Linked DNA regions of Sus scrofa: regions 1, 2, 3 and 5 are each linked to region 4. Evidence: chromatin contacts called from public HiChIP or PLAC-seq and promoter capture Hi-C data. All regions are on one chromosome and are shown on one strand. Each heading gives the region's core, a stretch centred on a gene start, on an enhancer-like site or on the middle of the called end of the contact. The rest is flanking DNA. Distances are from core to core; before and after follow the strand shown. Region 1 holds the start of SDE2 (protein SDE2 homolog). Region 2 holds the start of EPHX1 (epoxide hydrolase 1). Region 3 holds the start of TMEM63A (transmembrane protein 63A). Region 4 holds the start of LBR (lamin-B receptor). Region 5 holds the start of SRP9 (signal recognition particle 9 kDa protein).

Region 1 (2,700 bases), core at 76-2,575, 480 kb before region 4:
GGACTAGTTTTAATGTTAGTTACTAATGAACGATGTGGACTTTCCTTATTAGCAAAATATATACTTGGTGAGACACCAACTGACCCCTGGTCACTAGGTCACCCTATTTGTGAAACACAGCTCTCTAGGCACAACATCTTTATTAGTTTGTGGGGTTTTTTTTGTTTGTTTGTTTGTTTTTAACCTCCTGGCATCCCCATGGAGGTCGTTTCTCTCTCACTTTCCTTCCTGGGTAAGTGAAATAAAGACAACAATTAGAATACGGAACTTCAGAGGCCTTCAAATTCTATTTGTGTTCATAATGCCACAGTTCCAGGATTTCTGAATTTTTAGTTGCTTTCCCTTCAGCGGAGTTTCATTTGCCAAGTACCTGGGCACTAGAAAATTCAATTCCGTGGGCCGATACATTGGTGTTTAGTAGGCACAGATACCTCCCGAGAACCCTCCTATGTTTACACTCTACGCTTTTTAAAATTGTTCAAGATTTTAGAAATACCATAATCTCAGTATACTAAACATTAAGGGACTCCTTCAGATTCGCAGAGCCTTAAAGTTAGGCTGTGCAAATGTGTGCGAGTGTGTTTCCATGGTGCAGAATCAAAGTTATGGCAGGGTTTTTCGTAGCAGCATTACTATAAGCGTCACTTTTGCCACTGCCTTTCACAAGGGCTCACTTGCTGTGAAATATTTTGAAAACAGAGCCGAAGTGAAGATAACGCAGAGCGCAAACAGGCGGAAATACGAATAAACTGAGCAGAGCTGGCAGAAACCGAGAGGTTGGCACTTTCAGCAAAGGAAGAGAACGCTTGGTAAACCGAGAGGAAAAACCACCCAGGGCTGTTGCTGACCTCCGCTTCCCTTGCCCCTTGGGTTGGGGAAGCTCCCCAGGGCCGAGGAAGCAGCCCCCCTAAAGCCGCTTCCGGGACTGCAGCTTCCCTCCTCAGGCCCTAGGGAGCAGCGCCTTCTCAGGCCACGATTCCCTGCGACCCAAAAATAACTACACAGATGTGAGGAAAAGGGCCAAAGCCTGCACAGGGAGGTGCTTAGTTACTGTCTTATCGCTTTCAACCAGAACGCTCGAAACCTAACCCAGCGCCAGCCTTTTATAGAGAGTCCCTGGAGCCCCGCCCTAGCAACCTCTCCTAGCAACGCCTCGCCCCGGTGCTCCGCGGTCTTATCGGCCTCCGGCAGGCCCTTCCTGTTCCCCTCCCCCAACCAGCGCGGCCCGGCGGTCCCAGGTCACGTGACTATCCCGGGGGAGGGGCGGGGCCAGCCAAAGACCTGAGGGCGGGGCGCTGGAAGGCGAGCTAACGTCACCGAAATGCGCCGGGCTGTTTGTGGCGCTTATTGCCTTCTGGGAATCTCGAGGTTCAGTGGCTGGGTAAAATGGCGGAAGCTGCGGAGCTGGTGTGGCTTCGTGGCCCTGCCTTCGGGTGCAAGGCGTTGCGCGTTACCTCGACCCTGTGCTCCGTACGGGATTTTATCCACCGGCACTGCCAAGATCAGGTGAGGTTTGCGGTTCCTGGAAGGAAGGGGAACGTGGAGAACGTGGGCAAGATTGGGTGCGGACAGTGTCTGTCCCGGGCACGTTTATTCTTTGGGGTTTTCAGTTTTTGCGCCTGAGGATTCCTCAGTTTTAAAGTGCTTCCAGCTGATGCTGAGGCCTTCCTTTGCTTTTGTTTTGCGGTAGTTTTGTCTGACAGAGGGTCAAAAACCTCTCCGCTCACAGGTGCTTAGTCCGACCCTCAGTCTCTAATAACGGTTTAGACTTTGGTATTCTTTTCATCCTTAAACGAGGCAGTTGGACCAGATGAGTTTTAAGGCTCATTTACCTACGTTCACTCTTTGGCTATATGACATGCATTTTTGTCCGCTGAGAGCACAGCTCTGTTCGCTCCAACCTAGAGACGTATGTCATATCCAAACTCAGACCGAAGGATAGTTGGGAAAGAAATGGTCTGGGCAAGCACTCACATAGGTTCTGTCGAGGGCATGGTTCTTAGGGCTTGTCATTTAGATGTTTTCACTGATCATTTGATTGTCGTAATTGTCCAGGTATATTTTTGAGAACCTATCATGGACTTCTAAAATTACATGTTTATTTAATTATCAAGTAAGCAAATGTTTACAAACTGTAAGATATAAAAGCTGTTCAGATATTTAGAGAATTAGGTGGTCCCCGAATCTAATTTTAATTTCGGCATTTGCTCTAGTACTCTGTTTTTCTTTATCAGAACACCTCATTCTTACTTCCTTAGGCTGTTTCTCTTCTTGTAAGTTATAAGCTTAACATTTGTTAACACCGCAGTCCAAACCAAATCTTTTATTTGGACTAGTTCCATGAAGAAGCAGTGTGTTTTTGCAAATGTGGTTTTTGTTTCCCCATTTTCTTCCTGCTGCAATCCAGTTTAAAATCTATCAGAACTACCTTACAATCTGAATGGTGAAATATTTTCCTAAATAGTTGGATTTTAATATCTCTGAAAATAACTCTTATTTCATGAGTAGGTTTTCAGACTAACAGCTGATCCAGAGTGACCAGAAAAAATAGGATCTTGATTACGACAAGTATTTGTAAAAAATAATTTAAAATAAGAAGCAAGAAATATCAATGAATGGGTTCAGTCATATACTTAAACATGGCCATAACAAATATGAACAGAAATACAAAACTTATAATAAAGGGCATTTGATAAAGAT
Region 2 (2,700 bases), core at 59-2,558, 340 kb before region 4:
CCTCTATTCATCGTTACCTTTCCTCTGTCTACATTCTTCTTCTCAACTCCTGGACTAGGTTCTCTTTGAGACAAGGATCTCTCTCCTTCTAAGCACCCAGCACCGGGCCTGCACACAGTAGGTGCTCCGATACCCACAGAATGAAAGAAAGTTTGGGAAGGGAAGGCCCAGATCCCACTCACCTTCCTGGCTCTGCTCTTAGATCCATCCCCCACCCCTGCCGGCCACAGCCGTCCCTCCTGATTCCAGCCCTGAGCCGGGGACGGGGCACAGGCTTTGGCGTTAGAGCTGAGTCCAAGTCCTCCTGCGGATCGACTCGGTTCACCTTGGGTCAACTGCTTTGCCTCTCTGAGCTTCCACTTCCGTATGATGGCCAGGGCTGCGTGTGACCACAAGAGGGCGACACACAGCAGGTGCCTGGTCAAGGCTGGCCCTGAGACAGAGTTCCCTGTGCTGCAGCATTTTGTCAACATGGCCTGGCCTCTCACTCAGGGTCCCCGCCCAGGCCCCGAGGAGACCGTCTCCTCCTCCTCCAAGCTCAGGCTCAAGGTTTCAGGTGGGGCACAGAGACACAGCTGCTTTCTGGAGTTTCCGTTGTGGCTCAGCAGTTAAGGAACCTGACTAGTATCCATGAGGATGTGGGTTTTGATCCCTGGCCTTGCTTAGGGATCCAGCATCACTGTGAGCTGTGGTGTAGATCGCAGATGTGGCTCGGATCCCGTGTTGCTATGAGTTGTGGTATAGGCTGCCAGCTGTGGCTCCGATTCGACCCTTCGCCTGGGAAACTCCATATGCTACAGGTGCAGCCCGTAAAAAAAAAAAACTACAGCTGCTTTCTGTGACCCTTGACACGTGTAACTGGGCCCAGCTGGCACCCCCTCTCCTGCCCAGGGCTGCTGGGCCTTCAGCAGGGGAGGCGGAGACAGAGGAGGGAGAGCAGGAGGGATGGGGAAGGCAGAGCAGAAAACACCCCCGAGAGAGGCCACTTTCCCCGCCGCTCCAGGTCCCAGCCCCAGCTTGAGGCCCGACCTGCCCCGCCACCCTGACTCAGAGAAACCCCGGGCAGGGGCTCCCCACTCTCCCCTCCGCTCCGAGGCCTGGAAAGAGGTGCCTTACGTTGATCTCCTCGTCTGACGTCTCCACCTTGAATGGCCGGATGCTCTCGTCCTCCGCAGCCGCGGGCCTTGATCCGGGCCCCCACCAGCCATCTCCAAGGAGCAAGGTCTCCTCCTTGTCCTTGGAGACGAACCAGTAGATGACAAAGCCCAGCACAGAGGCGAGGAGTATTTCCAGCCACATGACTCCTGCCAGGGGGACAGAATCCATCAGGAACAGCGTCCACAGACAGCCCTCGACCCCTGACCACCTGCCGCCCAGCCCTCACTTTGATGTACTTTTGACTGAAATAAAGAAGAGAAGCAAAATGTGGGGGAAAAAATTGGAAAACAACAGAAAGAGGCAAAAATCACCCATAAGCCTACTTGATCTAAGCGATTCATTCATCGCATCTGGAAGCTATGAAGCTGGGTTGGCGTCTGCACAGCCCTGGGTGGTGGGGCTGCCCATTGGAGGCCTCACGGTTCTGAGGGGCCTTTTGCTCCCGATGCTTCTGAGAAGCTTCTCTCCCCCCTCGAGACGCCCTCCCCCACGGGAGGGGCAGGGCCCGCTCTGAGGGTCGCGCTCAGGAGCAGAGGGAGCCCGGTCCTCAGCCTGTGCCTAAGGGACCAGGGGGTAGGGGGAGGCCTCAGGAGCTGGGAGGTTAGGTTCATTCAGGGTCGGGGGATGCTCAGGAGCCCAAACATGGCCACACATCTCAGCTGGTTGTCAACAGCTTCACAGAGATTGAATTTCTATACTATATAACTCATCCATTTAAGGTCTAGAACCTGGTGATTTCAGGACCTTTACAGAGACAGGCAACCCTAACCACAATTTTAGAACATTTTCATCACCACACGTAGGACCCTTCAGCTATCATCCCCGCTTGTCCCCCGCATCACTCCAGGCCCTAAGCCACCAGGAATCGAGCTTCTGTCTCTATATAGACCTGCCTATGACACTTCACATAAACTCAGCTGCTTTAATCCCCATTTGTCGGACTCCCCTGCTTTTTTCGCAGAAGGGGAAGAAAGAAGACCTTAGTCTCTGCAAATCAACACCAGGAGACCCTGGCATTAACCCAGCTCATCTTGCTTATTTCCGGGCAAGTCACTCCCTGAAGGTTCATATCCAGAGAAACATGCGTGTGTGTGGAGTTCCTGGGGTGGCTCCGTGGTAACGAACTGACTAGTATCCATGAGGATGCAGGTTCAATCCCTGGCCCTGCTCAGAGGGTTAAAGATCCGGTGTTGCCATGAGCTTCAGTGTAGGTCGCAGATGAGGCTCAGATCTGGCATTGTGGTGGCTGCGGTGTAGGCCGGCAGCTGCAGCTCCAGTTTGACCCCTTTCCTGGGAACTTCCATATGCTGCAGGTGTGGCCCTAAAAAGCAAAACAAACAAAAAAACGAAACAGAGAAACATGTGTGAATATGGGCACCGTCCTAGGGCCAGAGTCAGCAGAAGGTCTGCTGATTTTGTGTGTGTGTGTGCGTGCACGCGCGCTTTTTAGGGCAGCACCTGGGCCCTATGGAAGTTTCCAGGCTAGGAGTCAAATTGGAGTTGCACCTGCTGGCCTATGCCATAGCCACAGCAATACAGAAT
Region 3 (2,700 bases), core at 96-2,595, 400 kb before region 4:
ACACTGTAAACCAGCTATAACGCAAAAAATAAAAATCATTTAAAAAACCCCCAATATCATCAGTACTACAAGACTATGGGTCACTCCTTTAGATTTCGGGGCAAATAAAGGGAGCAAATGTTAATAGGCTGAATATAAGATTTAATTTTTTAAAATTAATTTTTCAGTTAATTAAAAATTTGTCCTGGAAGGGCAAAGGCTGGCTGAGCGCAGGCCCAAGGACCAGCTCCAGGAAAGGACTAGCGGCTGGGGGTGGGGGAGAAGGAGGAAGCCAGATGGGACAGAGAAGGACTGTTGAGGAAACTGGAGACATCCCCACCCCCACCCCACAGCAGACAGCCACAGGCTGGTGCTGGCTTCGTGGGAGGGAGGGGAGGAAATTTTCCCATCCCAAGGAAAGATGAAAGCCCAGAACTGGAGGAGAGCTCAGAGACCCTGCAAAAGTGTACAGGTGCGGAGTGAAGGGCTGTTGAGGATTTACAGAGTTTTAGCGCTAGAAAGGAGCTGAGAGGAAGCTTTGGCCCAACCCCCTCGCGTTGCAGGTGTGGAAACCGAGGCGGGAGGAGGATGGCAATTTGCTGCAGCTGGCAGGCGATGCTCTTCCGCTTCCCTGGGAGTGCGGTCCTCACTGAACCCTGACCTGCGTCTTGCCAGCACACACCTCGGCGCCCTCGGGCAGCTTCCAGTCCAGTAGCAGAGGCCTCTGGCTCATAGGAAACACTTTGCGACCCAGCTGGGGGAGATACGCCGCGCTTAGCGAGCTGGACTAGATCGGTGTCCCCAGGTACGGGGAGTACTCGCTTTGGCTCCAGAGGACCGCTGAAAACACTGCGACCTCATTTGGGGCCAAACATAGGACCCCTCAGGGTTTCACTCTCCGGCTCTTAGAGCGGTGGGGGAGCCGTGGCCTTTCGCAGCGGGCGTCCGGTGACCGCTGGCTGAGCCCGGCCAGACTTCCCATCCTCAAACTTTCGGGCCGTTGGAGGAAATTCGGTGCAAAACAGCATAATCAAGAAGGTTTGCCGATATTCTCCCCGAACACGCCCTGCCCGTGACCACCCTGTGCTTGGCCCGGGGCTCCCCGAAGTGCCCGGGAAGGGGGACGCGCCCGGAGGCTGGGGAGGGGAATTAGCTCTGGCGGTGCCCTCCTCGGTTCCGGGACACGAGCGGGCAGGGCCGGGGCCTGCAGCTTGCCCGCAGGAGCTGCGAGGGCTAGCAGCGGCCCCGACGCCAGGCCGGGGCGGAGGATCACGGAGGGGCGCAGGGCCCCAGGCGCGGGAGGCGGCGGCGAGGCAGAAGCCAGCGCGGGCGAAGCTGCAAATTGGGAGAGCTGCGGAGGTGCGCATGCGCGGGAGATGCCGGAGTTTCACTTTGTAACTTTTAAGTGATTGAGACACCGCCCGCCCGGCCGAGTGGAGCCTGAAAATTTCTCCGGGCCTCGCTGGACCGCCGCACCGCCACCGCCGCAGGTAAAGGAGAAGGGGTGTTGAGGGGACCGGGGTGGGGTGGAGAATGTCGCCCTCCGCCTTTCCCGGGACCCTCGGGACCTGGGTCTGCGTCGGGGTGCCACGTCTAGTGTCCGGTTCCGGGGCGCGGTCCTCCCGCCTCTCCCGCCCGGAGTCCGGAGCAGGGGAGAACAGGGTGAGTGGGAGGATAGGGAAGGTGCCCGGGCCGCGCAGACCCCGAGCCGGCGCCTCCCCAGCTTCCCTGACTTTTCTGGACTGCCCCTTCTCCAGCTTTTCGCTATTGCGGCCGATCCCTTCCTCCTCCCCCACCCCGCCTTTGGGGATTTGTCAGCTGGAGTCGACCTTCCAGCCTAACCCGGAGCGCAGCCTAGGGCCCGTCTTTCTCTGACCTTGCGAGGTATGCAAAGCGAGGCGAGTCTGGGAAAGGGCCAGGCGTCTGTGTCCCCTGCTGCTGGGGCTTCCCTTTCAGTCACCACTCCATGCGACCCAGGGGGAGACCCGAGGAGGGAAGCTGGGGGTAGGGAGGGGGGAGGAGAGCGAGGAGAGCTCAGCGAGGAAACCCAAAACGCCGAGGTTCCAGTACCTGAGAAGCCTGGCTACCTGAGACTCCGCGGTGGCCGAGAGCCGGAGTCCACAGCGTGGGACACAGAATGACACTCCCCCGCCCCTCGCCCCCCAGCTTCCTTCCGCACTCACCTTGTGTGGCTGTGTCCCAGCCCCGGCAGGGTTGAGGGTTTGAGGTTAAGCCAGTGGATTGTGTACACCAGTCCCAGTTCAGTGGGTGCATGGAGGCTGCGGAGGCTTCCTGGGGTCTTCCTCCCGCCCTGGCTCCCACAGGATCACAGACTGTCACTGGGAATGAACAAGGTTCCAGGTCATCTCTTCCTGGAGAAATGCCCAATATGCCGGCCTTCTCCCTCCTGCTGGCCCCTTATCTTTCCACCTTCTTCCGTCCTCTGACACCTGTCCCAGTCCTGAGTCTGCCGTAGGTGGATGTGTGTGCAGAAGGAGAGGCTTCCTTTTCCCTTCACACACCTCTTGTCTAGTTTGGGGACAAATGCCCTCCCCCAGCTGTTTATTGGGGTTTCACAGGGAAAATATCAGATGGGGGCTGCTATTGTGTTTCCCATTGTCTGGAGAGGTGACTTTGTAAAAGCAAACAGATTTTGAGTGCCCGCTAGGGCTCTGCCCTGACTGAGCGCTTTAAGGGGCATTGTCTCAGGTGTGTGCCTCC
Region 4 (2,700 bases), core at 2-2,501:
ATTTCCATGGCAAATTTTATGACAGTGACAGTTCAATGTCAGAAATTGTTCTCAGGAAAGACTCTGATGAACTCATTCACGTTGGATGTGAATGATGGAGAAATCTCAATGTATTATCTTTTTTTTCTTTCTTTCTGTAGTAGTAAACCTGGGTGTTTTGACGTTATAACCATGAGAAATGAGAGCCCTTACGCATGAAGCTGGGCCATAAATGGTAAAGCCTATTTATCATTATAATTTAAAGGATAGTTCTTCAAAAATTCACTTAAATTTACCTAGTAAGTTAGATTAACCTAGTAGTTGGGCTAAGAATTACTTTGATTAAAACCACACTGCAAAATGGGGAACCTCAATGGACTGCTTTAAACTCCTGACCTCAAAGGAAGGAAACCAACTAACCAATAATGATAAGTTGGAGAGAGAAAAAAACAAAGTTTAGGATCCATAACAGATTCGGAGGTAACAATATAATGATTCAGCATCTTGGAGGCCGCGTAGAACCAGGCTTGTGGGATGTAGGTCAAGAGGGTATCTCAGTGCGTGAGGCACAGAATTTTCTGTTCCAGGCTGCACGTTGAATATTTTCTACCGTATCTCTGCAGGACCTCCCCTTACTGTCGAAACTCCTTCTCAAGGCAGTCTTCCTAGGAACGCTGTGAGTTGTAGGGAACACCTGGACATTCTTTACCAACCCCTCTTCCACCCACTGACCCCACGGCCCCCATGCACCGTCCAGATCAGTGTCTGCCCAGAGGCAGCCATCATCAAGACAAAGGAGCCCCAGATCGCCTTCCGAGACACTACTTGCCAGGAAGTTTCTGGAGTGCTTTTTTTTTGAATACTAATAGTGTTTTAGCAAGATGTACTTTCGGTCTCAGTCAGTTGATTTTAGTAATCACTATGCAAATTTATTTTCTTTATAGCTTTTTATTATCTCTTTCGCCAAGCCACCTCGCACACCAATATCCCTGCTGAGCATCGCCAGGCAACTGGGGCAAGTGCGGGGAGGAAAAGGGCGGGGAGCGCCAGCGGTCCGCGGGCTGCAAAATTGTCTGGGCGATGGAGATAAGGCCCGGAAAATACAGTCTTTGGGCCGCATCAGAAGCGGACCCTCCTGGCCGAGCTCCCCGCATCACTGGCCTTGCCGAGGGGCGGGGCGGGGCGGGGCGGGGCAGACGCGCCACACCATACGACCAATCGGTAGCACTGGGCGCGATTCAAAAGGCCAAGGGGCCAATAGGAGCTTGGGGAGGCCCGGATGGAGGGGCGGGGCGAAGAGAGGGCCGGGCCGGGAAGGCGCGCGCCCGGGCCGCGGGACCGCGGGGCGCGAGAGCGCGAGAGAGGGCAGTGTCGCGCGCGCGGAACCGCCGCCAGGTTGCTGCTCCGCAATTCTCCCGGAGCCGTTCGTGTTCTCGCCGGAGCCTGGAGCAGGTGAGCGCCGGGAACCCAATCCCGCTTCCCGCGGGGCGGTCTCCCAGGGGCCGGGCGGAGGCCAACGGGGCGGGCGCGGCTGGTGGGCCGGGGTACCTGGACACCCGGCCTGGCCCCGCGGCCTCGCCCTCCCCTTCTCCGGGTCCGTCCCGGCCGCTGCTGGCGAGGCTAGTGCTGCGCCCGGCCGGGCCAGCTGCGGAAATGGAGCTGCGGTTTTAAATTGCCGACGTTTCCCTCCATTTTGGACGCGCCGCGTCGGTGTAAACTGATGTTGACTGGGGAGGATGTGTGGGTGGGGGACCCTCCCCGGCCTCTTTGTCCCCGCCCTGCAGCGCCCGCCCTCCCAAGCCCGCTCCGAGCGCCTTTTTTGACAGATGAGGGGGTGGCTTAGTGGGCCCAGCTGGTGGGGAGGCAGAGAAAGGCGCGGCAGCCTGGCGGACAGGGAAGTGGGGTTGCAAAGCTGACTTGAATGCGCGCTGGTTGTCACTGGCCTTGAGGGTCGTGGCTCTCGGTTTGGTGACTCTGCAGTGCTGGCTGCGTGTGTTGCATTCCCTCGCCGGGTGTTTCCGCACGCTCGAAAGCCGAATCGTTAGGCAGGTTTGCGGGCTTCTGCTAAAGCTCGATCTTATTTTTCCCACCTTTTTTAAGGCCTAAGAAGAAATTCTTCGTAGTGATACCTTCCGTCATTCGCAAGGGACACATAGTAAGCACTTGATTGCGGAGGGCCTGGTTCCAGGCGGTTCACCAAAATGACTGCGCGGAGTGTCGCTGGGGATCCTCAGAACGACCCAGTAGATACTTTGGACAGCGATGCAAGGGTTCAGACGGGAGCGAGGGCTCCGCTGCCCGGTGCCGGGCATGCACCTGGCCAGAGCTCAGCTAGACCCACATTCCTGATCCCAGCCCTCAGGGACCTTGCAAATAAACACGTGCCAATCTGTAATTACACTTGTAGCAACTGCTCTGGAGGAAAGGATGGGGTGTGTGTGTGTGCGCGCGCGCGCGGGCGTGCGGCCGCTAATTTAGACTGGGAAGCAAGTCCAGTTTAAGTTCAGTTTCTGAGAGCTGTTAAGGGAGGAGGGAAAAGTGAGCAGAGGGGAGTTATCGGGACCTTCAGTTCTTTACATTTCTTAGGGGAAATGTCAGGCCATTCTGCCTCTGCAGCCAGGATGGTGGTGTTTCTTCTGCATCGTGCGGCAGGGCAGGAGCTAGGCCAGGTGTTCTTGTTGGGGTTTTGCCTGTTAGGCCAGCCTTTGGGCACAGGTGTTG
Region 5 (2,700 bases), core at 129-2,628, 290 kb before region 4:
TCATTTTCCCTGCCATTATGACCACATTCTTAAAATGATTCCTCTCGATGTGAATTTGTATGTTCTTTACTATCTTTTCAAATATTTTCAGTTTACACTGGGTACTTCTGGACAAAAATCTTGTACTGTCCTCATGGTACACTGCTTGAACAAAGAAACAAACGGCCCTATGAGCAAAGGAAATCAACCAAATGGAGGAACTAGAAATTGTGTCATAAACAAAGTACTCAATTTCAATAATATCTAACTCATTTCATCATTTATTATTACATCATTTTATTGCAAAGAATGGAACTAAGAATGTTTTATAGCACCTGTTACTTACCTAGGTCTAAAAAGCAAACAAGATTTTTAATTGAGGAGCGGCTTCAACTAGCATTTAGATGATAATAAAACTCAACAGGAAGAAAAATCAGGACCCAAATGCTAAACTGTCCGTCTTGTGACTTCTTTGCTCTTTAATAATAAGCAAACCTCTGGGATCCGCTTACTTTTTGGTGGGGGCCATGAATTACAGGGATCCTTGAACCTCCCAGTTATTTACAAACATTTACGTATAAGTGCACTTTTCTGAGGAAAGCGTGCAAGCATTCTCATGTTCTCACGAGGGCACTGACTTCCAAAAAATTTAGAGCCACTTAAAAAAAAATTTATTACAGTTGATTTACAATATTCTGTCAATTTCTGCTGTACAGCAAAGTGACCTACAGCCGCCTTTCTAAGGGCTATAGACACCTCCAAATTGAGGTCTTTCAACAACTTCTCTGCTGTCGCAGAAAAACATCACCGTTTTTTCTTATACGAGGTGATACCGGAAAAGGGCACTAAGACACTAAGGGACAGAAGGTTGAACCAGTAGGGGGAGGAGCCCCGCCCTTAGAGACACGTAAACCCGCGACCATCGAGGTTAAGTTCAGGGATTTCGGGCGGCGTCTTCCTAAAAGCCCTGAAATGACCCCTGATTTTGCCGGTTTCCGGGCTTCCTGGGGGCGTTAATAAGGGAGGAGACGGAAGAAACAATCACACTTGGCGGGGTCCGTCTCTCCTCACTCTCAGCACCTCCTAAGTAGCTGGAGAAGCTCCGGAGGCCGAGCGGCGGGGAAAAAAGCCATCCTGACCCAGAGACAGATGCACAGACCCCGCCAGCGATTTACCTTCATGGGGTCAGCGAGGTAGAGTTTCTCGGCCGCGCGGCTGAACTCCTCCCAAGTCTGGTACTGCGGCATCGTGGGTCCGCGGGGGCACAGTTGACACGCACCGCTGAAGACCCGAGGCGCGGCTATACTCCGTGGCCCACCTACCTCCCTGCCTCCCGCAGCCACTCACCGAGGCAGGGGCCCAACCGCTCAAAGATGGTGGCCCCTCCTCGCACCAACGCCTCGCTCCATTGGGCGGTCCGGACTGCCCTCGCCCAATGGGAAGGAGGGATATTGCCCAGGAGGAGGCGGAGCCCCGAGCATACGGCTCTGAGAGCTGGCCCCGAGGAGTTGAGAGCAGAGCGATGACGGAGGCCACCACAGCGCCCTCTATAGGACTGGAGGAGCAGTGGGAGGGTCTGTCCCGCAGTCTTTTGGGCTGACCAGCTCTTCTAAAGCCCAGGTTCCTTCTGCAAAGATTGAGCGGCTCAGTGAAAAGCGCTGGAGCTGCAAAAACGAAGATGATAGGGTGCAGCTGTCACACCTACAGCTTAGTAAAAGGGAAATGAGACATAAGCACAAGAATGCAGCCAAAGACTTTATATGATAGACATTTGTTTCGGGACATCGGAACACAAAGGAAGGATGATCACGTGTGGGTGGAGGGATCGCTAATGATGTTGGTGCAGGCTGAATCTTGATAAACATGGTGGATGTTCTATAACAGGTAGTCCAGGCCGGCCAAGACATCTAGGCCCGTTTGAGGTTTGTAGAGTATTTAATGTGAGGAGTGTTTGCGGGGTGGGGGAAGGGAAGAATCAATGGAAGGAATCATGTCGTCACTTAAGCCAGGAGAAGAAATTTGAACTCTGTTCTCTAAGTAATGGAGTGATCAGAAGGGTGTTTTTCCTTAATCAAGTTTATTGAAGTATATTTTATGTAATAAAACATACTAATTTTAAGCATATAGGCTGATGCATTTTTGAAAAATATATTTATATATTCCCATTGGGTATATGCCTATATGTCATAATCAAGATACAGAACATCTCTTCATCTCCAGAAAGCTCCCTTATGCTTCTTTATATTCAATCCCACCACCCTCACAGCTGCCCCCACTCACTGATCTGCTTTCTGCTACCATAGATTAGTTTTCCTGTCCATGGAAGGGCTTTAAGCAGATTTGCATTTTATCCGGCTCTGGCTGCACACAAAGACTGAGGTGAAGTGGTGCAAGCCTGGAGGCAAGGAGACCTCCTAAGATGCTCATGCAATAATATAGGCAAAAAGAGGAGGAGTTCCCAGTGTGGCTCAGTGGAAATCTGACTAACATCCATTAGGACACAGCTTCAATTCCTGGCCTTGTTCAGTGGGTTAAGGATCTGGCATTGCCATGAGCTGTGGTGTAGGCCAGCAGCTACAGGAACCTCCATATGCCATGGGTGTGTCCCTAAAAAGAAATAATAATAATAATAATACAGACTTAAGAGCTGTGGATCTGAATTAAGGCACTAGTTTAGGAATGGAGAAGAGGATGCCATTTTGAGATTTATGTCATGAATGA

What was found. Promoter capture Hi-C pulls out the DNA fragments that hold promoters and counts their contacts. HiChIP or PLAC-seq counts read pairs in DNA pulled down with a chosen protein or histone mark.
Region 1: a contact with region 4 is called in a promoter capture Hi-C map of fetal liver, with 6 times the contacts expected there. The contact joins the promoter of SDE2 here to the promoter of LBR in region 4. A contact is called at or near these places in 2 of 5 promoter capture datasets (fetal liver and liver) and 2 of 2 datasets of contacts at active chromatin or transcription factors (alveolar macrophages and skeletal muscle).
Region 2: a contact with region 4 is called in an H3K27ac HiChIP or PLAC-seq map of alveolar macrophages. The contact joins the promoter of EPHX1 here to the promoter of LBR in region 4. A contact is called at or near these places in 1 of 5 promoter capture datasets (fetal liver), 1 of 47 Hi-C or Micro-C datasets (liver) and 1 of 2 datasets of contacts at active chromatin or transcription factors (alveolar macrophages).
Region 3: a contact with region 4 is called in an H3K27ac HiChIP or PLAC-seq map of alveolar macrophages. The contact joins the promoter of TMEM63A here to the promoter of LBR in region 4. A contact is called at or near these places in 2 of 5 promoter capture datasets (fetal skeletal muscle and liver) and 1 of 2 datasets of contacts at active chromatin or transcription factors (alveolar macrophages).
Region 5: a contact with region 4 is called in an H3K27ac HiChIP or PLAC-seq map of skeletal muscle, with 4 times the contacts expected there. The contact joins the promoter of SRP9 here to the promoter of LBR in region 4. A contact is called at or near these places in 2 of 5 promoter capture datasets (fetal liver and fetal skeletal muscle) and 2 of 2 datasets of contacts at active chromatin or transcription factors (alveolar macrophages and skeletal muscle).

The regions. Positions count from the first base shown.
Region 1 is chr10:13,896,472-13,899,171 of Sscrofa11.1, reverse strand. It overlaps SDE2 (protein SDE2 homolog), which reads left to right and starts at 1,325. Exons shown (of 8, transcript XM_003130543.3): 1 at 1,325-1,506. The coding sequence starts at 1,387.
Region 2 is chr10:13,756,097-13,758,796 of Sscrofa11.1, reverse strand. It overlaps EPHX1 (epoxide hydrolase 1), which reads right to left and starts at 1,308. Exons shown (of 10, transcript NM_214355.1): 1 at 1,117-1,308. The coding sequence starts at 1,299.
Region 3 is chr10:13,811,934-13,814,633 of Sscrofa11.1, reverse strand. It overlaps TMEM63A (transmembrane protein 63A), which reads left to right and starts at 1,345. Exons shown (of 24, transcript NM_001243189.1): 1 at 1,345-1,469.
Region 4 is chr10:13,415,382-13,418,081 of Sscrofa11.1, reverse strand. It overlaps LBR (lamin-B receptor), which reads left to right and starts at 1,251. Exons shown (of 14, transcript XM_021064388.1): 1 at 1,251-1,431.
Region 5 is chr10:13,710,216-13,712,915 of Sscrofa11.1, reverse strand. SRP9 (signal recognition particle 9 kDa protein) reads right to left here and starts at 1,378. Exons shown (of 3, transcript XM_003130540.6): 1 at 1,155-1,378. The coding sequence starts at 1,226.